Linked DNA regions of Sus scrofa: region 2 is linked to region 1. A link is a contact called in public Hi-C data. All regions are on one chromosome and are shown on one strand. The core of a region is the stretch at or near the end of the contact, and the rest is flanking DNA. Distances in the headings are between cores, read along the strand shown.

Region 1 (2,836 bases), core at 215-2,714:
ACTACTAAGAGGCAAACCACACTACCTGGCGAACAGCTGAAACAGGTCCAAAAACGAGCATCTCTCAAGAGCAGAAAATATCAAAAGGATCTAAAAAATTCCATAATGGTTGGAAAAAAAGATCATGCAGAATTTTAAGCCCCTCCACTCTCAGCCAACTTTTCTCTTCCCATGGCTCCCCCTAGCTTTTTTAAAATGCCATTTTTGTTGCAAAGAAAATCCAAGACAAAGTCAAGGCTTGAAGGAGTTTAGGGGAGGCCCCACTTCAACTCTCAAGCTCCTACACTGATTTGCAGGTGAATCAGTCTGCTTGCCAGCAACCACCTTGTGTAGAATGATTTCATTTCTCCCAGTTGACAAGTAGAAAAGTGATTTTGAGTGATTTTGCTCTAGGGGCTAAAGAAGAAATCAAGGAGGAAGGTAGATTCTTTCCTTTGGATACTTTCTGCCTTTTTTTTCTTTAATTTATCACCATCAATGAGTACTCATGACATTCATTGGCTTTACTAATGGCTGGAAGAAAAGATCAATGAGCTTCAAAGACTATAGTATATTGAAGGCTCTCTTCCCCTGCTCCAGCAAATAAACCATTTCCTAACTGCCTTGAGAGAAAAGCACTCCTTTAGAGTTATTTTGTTTCTTGTTTTTATTACAAACAGAAACCATAAACCATGACATCCACCATGTTGGATCTTGAAATATGAAAGTCAAGGGAAAACTAATTTGGGAAGAGAGATGAAGCACTTTAGAGATGAAACAGCAAAGCTGAAAGATTAATGTTCTTTAGGCCAATTGAAAGCTCAAGTGAAAGTTTAGACAATAGTAATCAGAATGAATGATAATGGCAAGCCAGAAGGATGAGAACATTTGAGAGAACAATCCGATCTGGTTCCACCAGATAAGATGGCTATCTTGCATTTAATACGAATGGCTTTCTCCACCATAAACATACACTCTGTCAGCCTCAAAGAAAAAGAAAACAGAGTCAGAATCTGTCACTATTTTTATACACAGTTAAATGAATCATCCACGTCATTTCAAGTGAGGAAACTTAGGGTTAGATTTTTTTTTCTGTCAGCTGTCCAAGATTGCCAGGCTTGGGATATTTTTATTTTAAAACAAGTTTAAAGATCAATATGTCTCACAGCCCCATGAATTGCCCCCTCTCTAATAAGCATATTGTCTAGACAAATAATTTCACACTATCAACACAGAAACTGATCTTGCTCTGGTAGAATGTCCATGTGTAATCTCAAAGCATGATTTAAAAAAATATTCTTACCTGGAAAATGCTGCAATATTATCAGCCAAGGTTTCCTGATCATTTGCCCCAGACTTATAATAGTCATATATAGACTTCTGAAGTATGGATTTAGCATGTTGCTCATAATCACTGATACAGACAAGCCGGGTGAACATTTTCCTGGGTTATTGCAAACGCCAGGATGGTTTTTTGTTTGTTTTTTTTTTTTCTGTATTGCTTTCTACATCCTGACAATTCTGCTATTTGTCAATTATTAATAGACTTTTTCCAAAGTTCAGATTTCCTTCTCTGTTGCTTACAGTAAGTGAGCAAACATATGCTTAGACTTTGAAATTTCTTTTGCAGCTGTCTGCCAAAGAGCAGGTACACCTAAGCCACAAAAAATTGGGCTGGAGAGGCAGCAGAAGGGGATTAGGTGTCTGTCATGTTAAAAAGGCATAAGAATGAGTCAAAAATTAAAGACCTAGAGAAGTACTTGCATGAAACCCCTCTTGGCTCAGTTCTTCCTAAGGCTGCTTCATTCCCACGGTGTGTGACTTGGCTATTTAATTGGTACCCAGAATGTGCCATCCACTCATTTTCCTCCCAAATTTGGATCATGCACATATATGAAAAAGAGCCTATGAAATGGATGGGAAGGAAGGGAGGAAGAGAGGGAGGGAGGGAAGGAAGAAGGAAAGGAGGAAGGAAGGGAAGAAGAAAGATAGCAATGGCTTTGACATCGGTCAGTCCTGGATTTCCACCTGGGAGCCCCCACTTAAAGTGGCTCACCAGCTATTCAACTGCTGAATTCCAACTGCCTGCACCTGTATGAGAATGTTCTCTTGAACTTGGAGCCTACTTTTCCATCCACATGGCAGGCTAAAGTGCTGTGGACTCAATGCTCCATGGAACAATCCTACACCAAGAGCTTAAGGGAATTGGTGTATAAATACGAAATTCCTCACTCCTCTGGCAGTTAACTCCTAGATGTGCATCCTACGGTGCAGGCTTCAGTCGCCCACAAATGCCATTGGTTGGTAACTCATCCTGTATTAGCTGCCTTTCCTTCCCATCTCACTACCCCTTAATGGAATTAAAGACCTTACAGCTGTTAGGATTAGCATTGAATTCAATATCGGTTTATTCCAAAGTTCACAGATGCCTGCTTTTTGCTTCAGTTCAATGATAGCTAAATTGGCCTCAGAAATACTATTGGAAAGTGAAAATCCATTAATCCTTTCTAGAAGAAAAAACTCAACTGCACAGCTAAGAAAATCATTATAAAAATTGGTCTGAGATCTTACTTCCTGTGAGAACTGATCAAAAGTTGCAGATTAAAGCATGACCTTTTAGAAACCTATTCATTTATTTGCAACTTCTATAGTTATTAAAACTGTTAGCACTTTGCAACTCAAGTAATTTTGATGCAGAGACAATTTAACACTCCAGAATGAAACTTAAGCAGGTCAAGTGCTAGTGTTAACTAAGGAATTGAAGGGCCAGTGTTTCCCAAATTGTGGCCCTGGACCAGCAACAATCAGCCTCACCAGGGAACTTTTGTTAAAAGCACAGATTCTCAGGCCCCACCCC
Region 2 (2,879 bases), core at 340-2,839, 35 kb after region 1:
GGTGTCAGGCTGACTGCTGGCCGAGTCCTCTCACTAAGGAAGTGTTGTGAAGAGTGTGGGGAGGCCACAGGCCCATGGTGGGAAAGTTGGAAATGTTAAAACATAACAAGGGAGATTTAGAGAGCTGAAGACTTCCAGGGTCTTTTCTACAATAATATCCAAGGCCCTCTCAATTTTTAGCTCTAAAAGTGCCCCTGTACTATGGGGCCTGATGTTCTTAGAGTCTGACAAACATAAATGCTCAGTACACGAAGAGAAAGCAAGACCGCGGCTCCACACAGGATGCTCAGGTTCCCCTGCTTTCATTGTAGGGGCCTGCAGCCATGTCTGCTGTCCATGCACAGGGGATTGCTTCCTCTGGTCAAAGCCCCACAGCCCCAAGTCAATGAACCTGTGCCCATCCCAGGTCCCAAACGACCCTAACACTATGTTTGCTTTTCTGTATCCTGACTGTCAAGCCTGGAAGAGTCTCCTTAACACACATGAAGCTTAACGCCATGAGACTATGCAGCTAGAGATGGTTTTTTAAGGAGAGGCTTGAGCATTCAGGGAAAAGTAAGGATTTGGTTTGAACTGCAGAGCAGAGCGAAGCTGGCACTCCTGTGTTCTGTGCTCCGGGAAACACCGTCATCAGGCCGATGGCCCCTCGTCTCCCTCGTCTCCCTTGTCTCCCTTGTCGGGATGCTGACTCTTGCGCTGCCTCAGCGTGTCTTCCGCCGCCACCTCTGCACCAGCCAGACTGGGCTGCTCGGGGGTGTTGTCTCCAGTCTCACCACCAGGTGCCTCGTCCTCCGGGGCCTCCCCTGGGGGCCTCTGGTCCAGGGCATCACTCCTCTCCTCGTCCCTGCCGGTGACCGCGCTGTCCTCCTCGTCCTCCTCTGCTTCGTCCTCCTCACCGAGGTCTTCCTTCTCTTCTTCGTCATCTACAAGGCTGTCTTTGTTTTCTTCTTCATTTGAATCATCCTTTTCCTCCTCTACATCCTGTAACTGCTCAGCCGTGTGGGCCTCTTCTGACTGGAGACTCTGCTCTGTGGAAGGAAGAGAGAGGGACATTCTCTGGATAAATAACGGCTTTGACAAATGCGTTGTTTTCACTTATATGTGGAATCTAAAAAATATATGAATATAACCAAACAGAAAAAGGCTCATAGACACAGAAAACAAACTAGTGGTTACCAGCAGGGAGAGGCAAGACAATAGAAAAAAAATAAGAGGTATAAACTAGTAGGTATAAAACATCGGATACAAGGATGTCACTTACAGAACAGGGTATTTTATTACATAAGCAGTATTTTATAATAACTTTAAATAAGGGGTATAAGCCATAAAGTCATCAAATCACCATGCTGTACACCTGGAACTAATATAACATTGTACATCAACCACACTTCCATTTTAAAAAGTCGTTCAGCAATCAACCGAGTGCACTTAGCTGTGAAGAAACAGCACGTGTGACAGTTTTCTCCATCCTGAAACTATGTTATCACACAGGACAGATCTCTGGATGGCGTCCTAGCTCCACCCAGGGCCTCTTCATCTCTCTCTGGAAACTTCCCTGGCCGTGTTGACTCTGGCAGAGCCCAGGAGCAGGGAGGGCAAAGGTTCCTTCGTGCTTCATATTTTGTACCTTGTTGAATGTTCAGTGACCTGCTCACTGGTCATGATGATTGGTTCAGAAATGTGACTTAAGCCCAGCCAATCAGAGTATTTCCCCGGAGTTTCTGACCAGAGTCAGGAGGAAAAGATTTCTCTCTTTCTACAGGGATTGCTAAACTGATAAAAAGTTGAGTTGGGGCTGTTGACAGCCACTGAATCAGCTTCATACCAACAGAAACCTAATATCCCTTGCGCTGTACTTAAAGTCAGAACATCCCTGGATTTTTCAGTTATGTGAGCTAATAAATTTCCCTTTTTTTCTCCTTAAGTTGCTTTAAACTGGGTTTCTGTTACTTTTAAGAACTCTAAGGAAAAAAATAATACAATTTATAATTATACATGGAAGTCTCCAAGCCTTAAAAACTTTAACAACTAAAAAAATATGCATCAGCTTACTTAGATAGACTTCCACATAAAACTCAACAAAGTCTCATATAAGTCTTTATGCAAAGTCTCTCTGAAAAAAAAAAATAGTAATAAAACCATGGAAATCCAGGGCTGTTTTGTCCCAGAAACAGTGTGAGGTAGTGAAAGGACTTGGGGAAACTGCTTTTAAAGGTCTGAGGACAGTTACAGGTACAGGGGAGAAACCCACCAAGTGTAAGCGCCCCTCCCTTCTCATTCCAGTTTGAAAGAAAAAGGTGTCAATTGATTAATGAAAGGCATGCAATTCCAGGCAAAGAGCAATTACCAAAATGAAATATTCCCTAATTTAAGAGATGGGGGAAAAAAAAGAATTTTTGTTCAAATACATCTGGAGAACATACTTGAAGGAATGTGGAAGTTGTGATGGTTTGGTCACCTAGAAAATCTGGAGGGAAATCCACTGTACGAGTACAATAAGGGCACACCATGGAATTCCAAAAATACTCTATCGCATGAATTTGTCATACGTACCAGAACGTTCAGATAAATGCCTTGGAAGTGGCATAGAGAAACATTCTGATATTACTACCAAGACCTGGAAGGAAAAAAAGAGTGATTTTACAATGAGTGGATGAGACATTATCGAATAGTCCCAGAGTTAGCCCCTGTTTCTATAACCAGATATTCATACACAAATACACAGCAAATGGCCCAAAGTCCCCCAAAAAGACAAGGGTATGATTAAGAATTTCCTACTTTTCAAATGTGATATAAAGTAAGAAAACGCTATTATTAAAACAGGGTTCACAAAATCAAATGATATACACAGCCCACTAAAAACAGATGAATCAAGCAGA

Evidence for each region. A called contact is a pair of places that touch in the nucleus more often than the background predicts.
Region 2: a contact with region 1 is called in a Hi-C map of liver, with 7 times the contacts expected there. The contact joins the enhancer-like site here to the promoter of HAO1 in region 1. A contact is called at or near these places in 1 of 5 promoter capture datasets (liver) and 19 of 47 Hi-C or Micro-C datasets (adipocytes, adipose tissue, embryonic fibroblasts and 10 more).

The regions. Positions count from the first base shown.
Region 1 is chr17:16,800,996-16,803,831 of Sscrofa11.1, forward strand. HAO1 (hydroxyacid oxidase 1) reads right to left here and starts at 1,465. Exons shown (of 8, transcript NM_001243431.1): 1 at 1,283-1,465. The coding sequence starts at 1,419.
Region 2 is chr17:16,835,437-16,838,315 of Sscrofa11.1, forward strand. It overlaps TMX4 (thioredoxin related transmembrane protein 4), which reads right to left. Exons shown (of 8, transcript NM_001243407.1): 7 at 2,554-2,617; 8 at 1-1,028. The coding sequence ends at 631. Among named protein-coding and RNA genes, the nearest start is that of HAO1, 34 kb to the left of the region's middle. Within about 2 kb of position 1,590, at least 9 of the 83 cell types and tissues checked have an H3K27ac peak or open chromatin away from gene starts, as enhancers often do. A contact at or near this core is called in adipose tissue, fetal liver and liver, where this site is marked.